2 separate regions of the Mus musculus genome follow, and region 1 is linked to region 2. Evidence: chromatin contacts called from public Hi-C data. All regions are on one chromosome and are shown on one strand. Each heading gives the region's core, a stretch centred on a gene start, on an enhancer-like site or on the middle of the called end of the contact. The rest is flanking DNA. Distances are from core to core; before and after follow the strand shown.

What was found. Hi-C and Micro-C count contacts between places; a contact is called where the count stands out from the background.
Region 1: a Hi-C map of CD8 T cells shows a contact between it and region 2, with 2.2 times the contacts expected there. The contact joins the promoter of Gramd1a here to the enhancer-like site in region 2. A contact is called at or near these places in 13 of 484 Hi-C or Micro-C datasets (CD4 T cells, CD8 T cells, the G1E-ER4 cell line and 6 more), 5 of 115 datasets of contacts at active chromatin or transcription factors (the 230-238 cell line, CD8 T cells, effector CD8 T cells and 2 more) and 3 of 9 other capture datasets (adipose tissue, liver and pancreatic islet).

Annotation. Positions count from the first base shown.
Region 1 is chr7:31,148,933-31,152,530 of GRCm38.p6, reverse strand. Gramd1a (GRAM domain containing 1A) reads left to right here and starts at 1,360. Exons shown (of 19, transcript NM_027898.4): 1 at 1,360-1,635. The coding sequence starts at 1,628.
Region 2 is chr7:31,031,146-31,034,911 of GRCm38.p6, reverse strand. Fxyd5 (FXYD domain-containing ion transport regulator 5) reads left to right here. Exons shown (of 9, transcript NM_008761.4): 9 at 1,894-2,189. The coding sequence ends at 1,943. Among named protein-coding and RNA genes, the nearest start is that of Gm38984, 3.8 kb to the left of the region's middle. Within about 2 kb of position 1,316, at least 85 of the 459 cell types and tissues checked have an H3K27ac peak or open chromatin away from gene starts, as enhancers often do. A contact at or near this core is called in CD8 T cells, the G1E-ER4 cell line, Th1 cells and 4 more, where this site is marked.

The DNA.
Region 1 (3,598 bases), core at 111-2,610, 120 kb before region 2:
GCGGTTGGTGGTTCCTGCCTGTAATCCCAGCATTTAGGAGGCTGAGGCAAGTTCATAAATTCGAGCCCTGACTCAGCTACATACTGAGGTTTGAGGCCAGCCCAGGCTATATAATGATATCCAACCCACCCAAGCCCTCACCACCGAAGTAAATGTCTTTCTAAGAGTAAACAAGCTACGGACGTATAAAAAGAGCAACACAGAAAGATGGAAGGCAGCCATGCAAGAAGAGCGAGCTTCCTCCTGTGGAAGGGATAGCAGTGCAAAGGTCCTGAGGCCGGAGGCAGGTGGGATGAGCAGGGGGGTAGATTGACACCTGGGATAATCAACCAGGAGGCTAAGGAGGAACCAGTTAGACAGACAGGTGGAAGGGGCCCAATCAGGAGGGCTCTGGACACCAAGATGAGCACTTTTTTTTTTAAAACAAGGAATGAGGTGGAGCCAGGGTAGGGCTTGAAGCCAAGAGGCCTCTGGCCAGACTTGGCGATTCACAGGCTAGAGCTCTGGCTGTAAGTGGTAACAGAGCGGGATAGGAATGGAAACCAAACAAGGTGGGACTGGGCCTACTGTAGCTGGACAAGAGGCTGAAGGCCGAAGAGGGGTGGGGAGAAATCCCTGGGCTGGGTCCCAAAGCCAGAGGCTCGTTCACATTGTGTTCTCCAACAAGGACGACAACCACGCCTGGCTTGCAGAGGTGGGTGCAGGGCTGGCTGGCACAAGAACTCGTCCTACACTGCAATGTATGGTCATTTCCCGTCCTGAGGCTCGGCAGGCTTCCCAGTATCAAAAACGCTGATGAGCCCTGCCCCTGTGCTGTTCTGGGGGAAACCCCTTGCCTGGGAGCAGGGGGCTCCCCAGGCCTGAGGGACTTGCCCAAGCGCACACAGCACTGCTAGGAGCCGGGTGGGCTGGAATCTGACGTGGTCTGCACGATTAGGCTGGGGAAGTCTCCATACACACGCGCGCGCGGAAAAGTGAACGCTTCTAAGGCAGGAACTGAGGTTCTGAGGCTGGGTGGGGAGAACGGGAAGAGGCTTTCCACCCTCCAGCTGTGGTTCCCCGACCCCACCCCCAGACTTCCGCCCCAGGCCAGTTCTTCCCAGCATCAGCCTGTCACCCACCTCCATCCCACTTCTCAGAGACTCTTCTGGGTCCAGGGGAGAAGCCCAGGGTGTTTAAACTTGTTTGCTCATTTGTTTTGAAGACAAATTCTCACTCTGCATTCCAGTGGCCTGGAATTCATTATGTAGCCCAAGCTGGCCTCGAACTCATGCCAATCCTCCTGTCTCAGCCTCTGGGATGTGAGGCGTGCGCTATCACGCCCCGCCCAGGCTGCTCATTTTAAATAAAAATTTTCTTCTGTCTCCCAGCCGGACTCTTTCCCCAGCCATCCTAGGCCTAGGCCCGCGCTCGCGTCCATGTCCCCCTCCCGGCGGGGGCGGCGCCGTGACGCGCGGGGCGGGAGCAGGAAGGGGGTGTCGCTGACGCCGAGGCGGCCTCCGGCGGCTCCGGCCTTTTGTGCGGGTGGCAGGGTCCGGTGGAGGCGGCGGCCGAGGCAGGCGAGGCCCGGGAGGCCCATCTCAGAGCAGCCGGCCGGGTCCTGCCCTGCAGCCGGGGCGCCGCATCCATGTTCGAGTAAGCACCGGGCCTCGGGGTGGGAAGCGGGGACGGTGGTGCGATCGGGCTGCGGCAGAGGGCCGGAGCTGGGTTTCCAAGCTGGTGCATGTAGGAGCGACCCCGCTGGGGACCAGAAGGGGTACACGTGAGGGATTGCAACCTGGCGGCGAGACCCAAGATTGGGGCGTCACTACCGGCCTGGGACGCATATGGGCAGCGGGGAGCTCCTCTAGGCCCTGATCGTCCCCCTACGGGGAGCCCTGACCCAACACCCAGATGAAAGGGCCGCGAGCAGCCCCACCCCCCATCCCCATTACTGGGCAGGCCCCGCAGATCCTCCGGTCGGTGGTCCCCGTTTGTCGTGGGGGCTGGGGAAAAGGAGCTTCTTTGAGCCTGAGATCTCGGCGGGGTGGGGGTCGGGTGTGTTCTGCCCCCCTCCCGCCCCCGCCACTCCTGCCTGGTCACCTGTGCCTGCGGGTTTCCGTTTGTGATTGTGCTCAGCGTGGTGTGTGTGTGTGTGTGTGTGTATGTGTGTGTGTGTGTGTGTGTGTAACAGCTGGGATTCTTTGGGGCAATGTTGTGTGGCTGTCTGTATGTTATCTATCATCTTCTGTGTGATGGCTACCACCCAGGTCGAGTGCATCTGGTGCTCTTGGACCCACTGTGGTTGTGTGTGAGACGTGTCTCATTTTCTTTGTGGCACCGTGTGCAAATCACACATTCTGAGCTTGTGCCTCATTGTGACTTGTACAGCATTCCGCTTCAGTCTCTTGGCTGACTGTACCTATAATTCACCATGAATTACGTCTGTGAGTTACCTCCGTGAGCTCTCATTGTGATTTGAGTATGTGTGCATGTGGTTGGGGCTCAGCTGCTGTGCGCCTGACATCCACATTTGGATGTCTTTTGGTTCCGTGAACAAGTAGAAATTGCATGTGTCTACCGGTGACAGTGTGGTGTCACTGGGCCCTGTGGGTGGCTCACTTACCTCTGATTCCGTCTGTGGGAAAGTCCCAGTGTATCCAAATGTGGCATTGTTGCATGCCTTGGGTGTGTGTGGGAGATTGTCTCTGTCTCTCAGACCCTTTGTGGCTTTGTCTGTTGAAAGAGACAGAGACCCCTTGTGGTTTTCTCAGCTGAGAACCCTCCCTCCTGGGATGTTGGGTGTAAACTTAACTGCTTTGCAAAGCCTGCCCCTCCTCATGCTGACCCTTCAATATCTGGCAGTGCATTGTTCCCAAGCCCCCCTTGTCTATGGGAATGTCAGGGCTCTCTCACCTTGACAGCTGATAATTCCATTCCTCGACTCTTGAGAACTGGCCCTTGCTTTGTTTTCTCTGCCTGGTGAACACCCACCCTGCAGTTAGAGGGTCAGTCGGGATGTGTAGGTTGATATGATGACTTCCCATAGGAATGCATGTCTGGGTCACTGGGTCCCATGACTAGGTGCCGTGTGAATAGTTTTGTTGTGGGTTTCGCTGTTTGTTTTGCTCTTCAGTGTAAAACTTTCTCGTGGTTGTGTATAGGACGCTGATTTATGTGGACTTACTGTGTTTCTCTGATTCTGGGATGCTGTGCGACTGTAGCATATTTGTAGCGAGCGTGCATGTGTGTGTGTGTGTGTGTGTGTGTGTGTGTGTGTGTGTGTGTGTAAAACGTTCCTGGCAGTTGTGTATGAATTTGACACACTTACAATGCTGTGGTTGTTTATGCTTGTGACACTTCTGTACGTGTGAACGGCAGAGAGACAGGTGGGAGAGACTTCGTTCACCTGCAGGCCAGTTTGCCTGGGACCCTCTGTGTCCCCAGCCATCTTTCCCTTTCCCACACACCTGTGTGTGCTCTTGCCCCTCTGTGCTGAGGCCGATCCTGAGGCCCAGGACGCAGAGCATCTGCACAGTGAAAACGCCATTCTCTTCCGAGTCTCCGCCCCTTAACGGTCCTCCTCTCGCCACTCTGACCCCTCCCTTCACTCTCTCAG
Region 2 (3,766 bases), core at 67-2,566:
GACAGAGATATGCAGACTCAGATGACTGCTAGTGGATACTACGTTATGCTTCTTTACAAGCCAAGGGTCGGCTTCATTTGTGAGAAGAGAAAACAGGACTTCATTCATCCTTTTAAGACAGGGTCTCACTGTGTTGCTCAGGCTGGCGTCAAACTCACAATCCTCCTGCTTCAGCCTCCTGAGGCTTGAGGTTATAGGTGTGCCAAGCTGATCAGCAGTTTTTGGGTTTATTTTGTTTTGAGACAGAGGAGCATGTCGACCAAAGATGGCCTTGAATCTGTGTGTGTGTGTGTGTGTGTGTGTGTGTGTGTGTATGTGTGTGTGAGTGCAGAGGCCATGACAGATGGAAGAGAGTTGGATACCCTGGAGCTGGGAGTTTCAGACGATGTGAGTCTCCTTAGATAGATGGTAGGAGCTGGATGTGAGTAACCACTGAACCACCTCTTCCACCTTAACCTTGAACTTCTGACCCTCCTGCCTCTACCTCCCAAGTGCTTAGTTATAGGTATAGGCAGTTAATGCAGCACAGGGAGTCAACCCCATCACATTGTACATGCCAGGCAAGCACAACCGAACCACAGCCCTCTGGACCTGACTTCTTTTATTCACGAGAGCTCTGCGGGTTGCTGTTCTCATTGTGACCAAATACCGGACTGGAATCAATTTCTGGAAGCGTTTATAGCTTAAGAAGAGATCCATGGGTTTAGGAGGTATTGGTGGGCAAAGTGCTTGCTTGAGGACCTGAATTCAGAGGCTCAGCCTGGGTATCTGGGTGACACCCACCCATGCTGAAGAGAGAAAGGAGCCAGCCCAGCTGCATCAGTGTGTGCCAGGTTCAGCAAAGAAGACAGAGTCCTTTGACTCTGAAATACAGTGCAGCCCAACCGAGGAAAACACTCCACGTCTACCTCTGGTGGGGGAGGATGTGTGGTCAAAGAGGCTGAGTAACAAAACAGGAAGTAAGAGAGAAGGGAGGAGACTGGCTGGTCTTTCTATGACAGCACACCCTCCCGAGGGCTAACTGATGGGCAAGCAGAGCTATAACTTCCTAGGTGACCCTAGACTCTGCCTCTCAAAGGCTGCCCACCCTCTCCGTCCCAACCCTGAGTACTAAGGACCCAACATCAAAGACAGACATTGGAGGGACACACCCAAACCACACGCACTAACAGTGGGAAAAGCCAGGGAGACACAGACAGGGAGAGCAGAAGGGGAGGCCTGAGAGGCAGGTGGCTGCCATCTTCTCATGGCCCCGTGCCTTTTTAAACTCTACGCCATCTCCAATTGACTCTAATCCAGGTCCCAGCTTCTCTTGCTCATGTTCTTCCATCTCACGTCCGCCCTTTACCACAGGGATGTTTGCACAGGCTGCTCTGCCCCACCACAGCCCTGCATTTGTTCATCTCAGTGTGTGTGTGTGTGTGTGTGTGTGTGTGTGTGTGTGTGTGTACATGTAGAGATCAGAGGACAATTTCCATGAGTTGGTTTTCTCCTTTTTTAAAACAAAGATTTATTCATTTATCTTATGTATATGGGTGTTTTATCTGCATGTATGTCTGCACACAAGACGAGGGCATTGGATTCCATGGGTCTGCAGTTATAGACAATTATGAGTGTCTATGTGGATGCTGGGAATTAAAACCAGGACCTTCTGAAGAGCAACCACTGAGCAGTCTCTTTAGCCCCTGGTTTTCTCTTTTTGCCCAAAACTCAGGACATCTGGCTCAGCAGCAAACACCTTTACTTGTTGAGCCATCTTGCTGTCCCCCTTCACTGGGAGCTTCCTGAGGTCCAGATTGATCCCCCACCCCCACCCCCCAGCCGGTCTCCAGTGACTATGTGATAATTAGTACTGTTTCCAGCTCATGGGCAAACTGGTTCTTTTTCTTCCAGGTGGGAAGTGTAGGCAGTTGTCTCAATTTTGCCTGAATCGCCACAGGTGAGTGCGGGCCAGCACCCTGATGGGCACCCCAGCTGGAGCCTCCAAACTACACCAACTCACCACCCCCTGCCTCCTCCCTCTACCCCAAGAGCCTACAGAGTGATCAACATGAAAGAATCCTGAAAGGAAGAGGCCACTGGAGGGAGTCAGGCTTAAGGCTAATGGTCTTCCCACCCTGGGGAGAGAGGTCTCCCTAGGCACTGCTGTGGCTGTTCAGATAAATCCACATGGTCTCTCTTCCATGGCCTCTGTCTTCTGTGAATTTGTGACAAAGGAGTGGGAGGAAGAGGCAGGGCTGGACTTGGAACCCTAGGGAGTAGGGTATGGTTGTTACACACTCAGACAACAGGACAATATGATGGGGGATAAGGGGAGGCCTGGTGTGTTCACGGAAGGAGGGTGTGTTTAGGGTCTGTCACGATTAAGAGACAGGACCTCTGTCCAGGAGCCTGGCTTACAGCATACCTTGGTATCGATCAGAGCATGAGTAAGCATGATGTGGGGACCCCGGTGCAGTCACCCCTTTATCTTCACATGGCCAGTCACTCTGCCCCTCAGGATACCTCATGCATAGCTGTGAAAATGCAGCCCACACTCTCAAGCTCTGTCTCCTGCAACAACCCACAAGTTGGGCTTCAGGAGGACTGCTTGCTTAGGGCATGTCCACCAGGGAGGCTGTGGGGCTCGGGGATGGGCTCTGAGCAGAGAGGGCCTGGGAGGAGGGATGGGCTCTAGCAGGCAATTCCTGGAGTTCCTTGGACTCCTCCTTATTGGGAGGGAGCAACCTAGTGCAGCTATGCAGGCCTTTTCAGGCTCAGGGTGCTGTGGGGAAGGATAAGTGTCTTCTCCAAGATTATGGGCAGGGTCACAGCACAGACAAGAGACCAGGTCCCAGGCAGCGGGGCGGGGGGGAGGGGGTTGCATAATGCAGTTGCAAGAACTTCAGGTCAGAGTGAACTGGGGATTACAAAATCATTTCATCAAGCCACAAAGCACGTGGAAATAAGGGGAAAATACGTCACAAGAAAGAAGAGAAGCTCTTGGGTGGGGTGTGCAACTGAACCGCATGCCTTCCCAGTACGAACAGAAGTTTCAGTTTGAACTGAGCATGCCCAGAATCTCACGACTTGTAAGGTGGAGGCAGGAGGATCAGAAGTTCAATGTCCTTGGCTTCATATCTCAAGTTCAAGTCTAGCCTGGGCTACAAGACTTCCTGTCTTAAAAATAACTAAGTAGGTGGGATGTGGTGGTGCCCCAGATCTGGGGGGAGGGGAGGTGCAAAGGCAGCAAGATCTCTGTGAGTTAAGTCCAGCCTATCTATATAGCAAGTTCTAGGCCAGCTAGAGCTACACACATAGTGAGACCCCGTTTCAAAAACAATTTTAAAAAAACGAAACTAAATAAATATTAAAAGAAAGAAAATGTCAGAATGCTTCATATAATAACTAACTCAGCCTGGGAAGATGGTTTAGTAACGGGCGTGTGCTCACTGGAGGACCTGTGTTTTAGTCCCCAGAAGTCACAGAAGAAGCCTGGGACAAGCCAGGCAGTGGCATTGCATGCCTTTAATCCCAGCACTCGGGAGGCAGAGCCAGGCAGATCTCTGGAGTTCGAATGCAGCCTCGTCTACAGAGAGAGTTGCAGAACAGCCAGGGCTACACAGAGGAACCTTGTCTCAAAAAGCAAACAAAAGAGCCAGCTGTGGGAGCTCACACCTGTAGGCAGAGCATTGAGGAAGGGGGTACAATGGCAAGCTAGTCTATGGGAAAAATAGGCCAGGCTCAGTGAGAGATCTGTCTCAAAAAAAAAAAAAAAAAAATATAT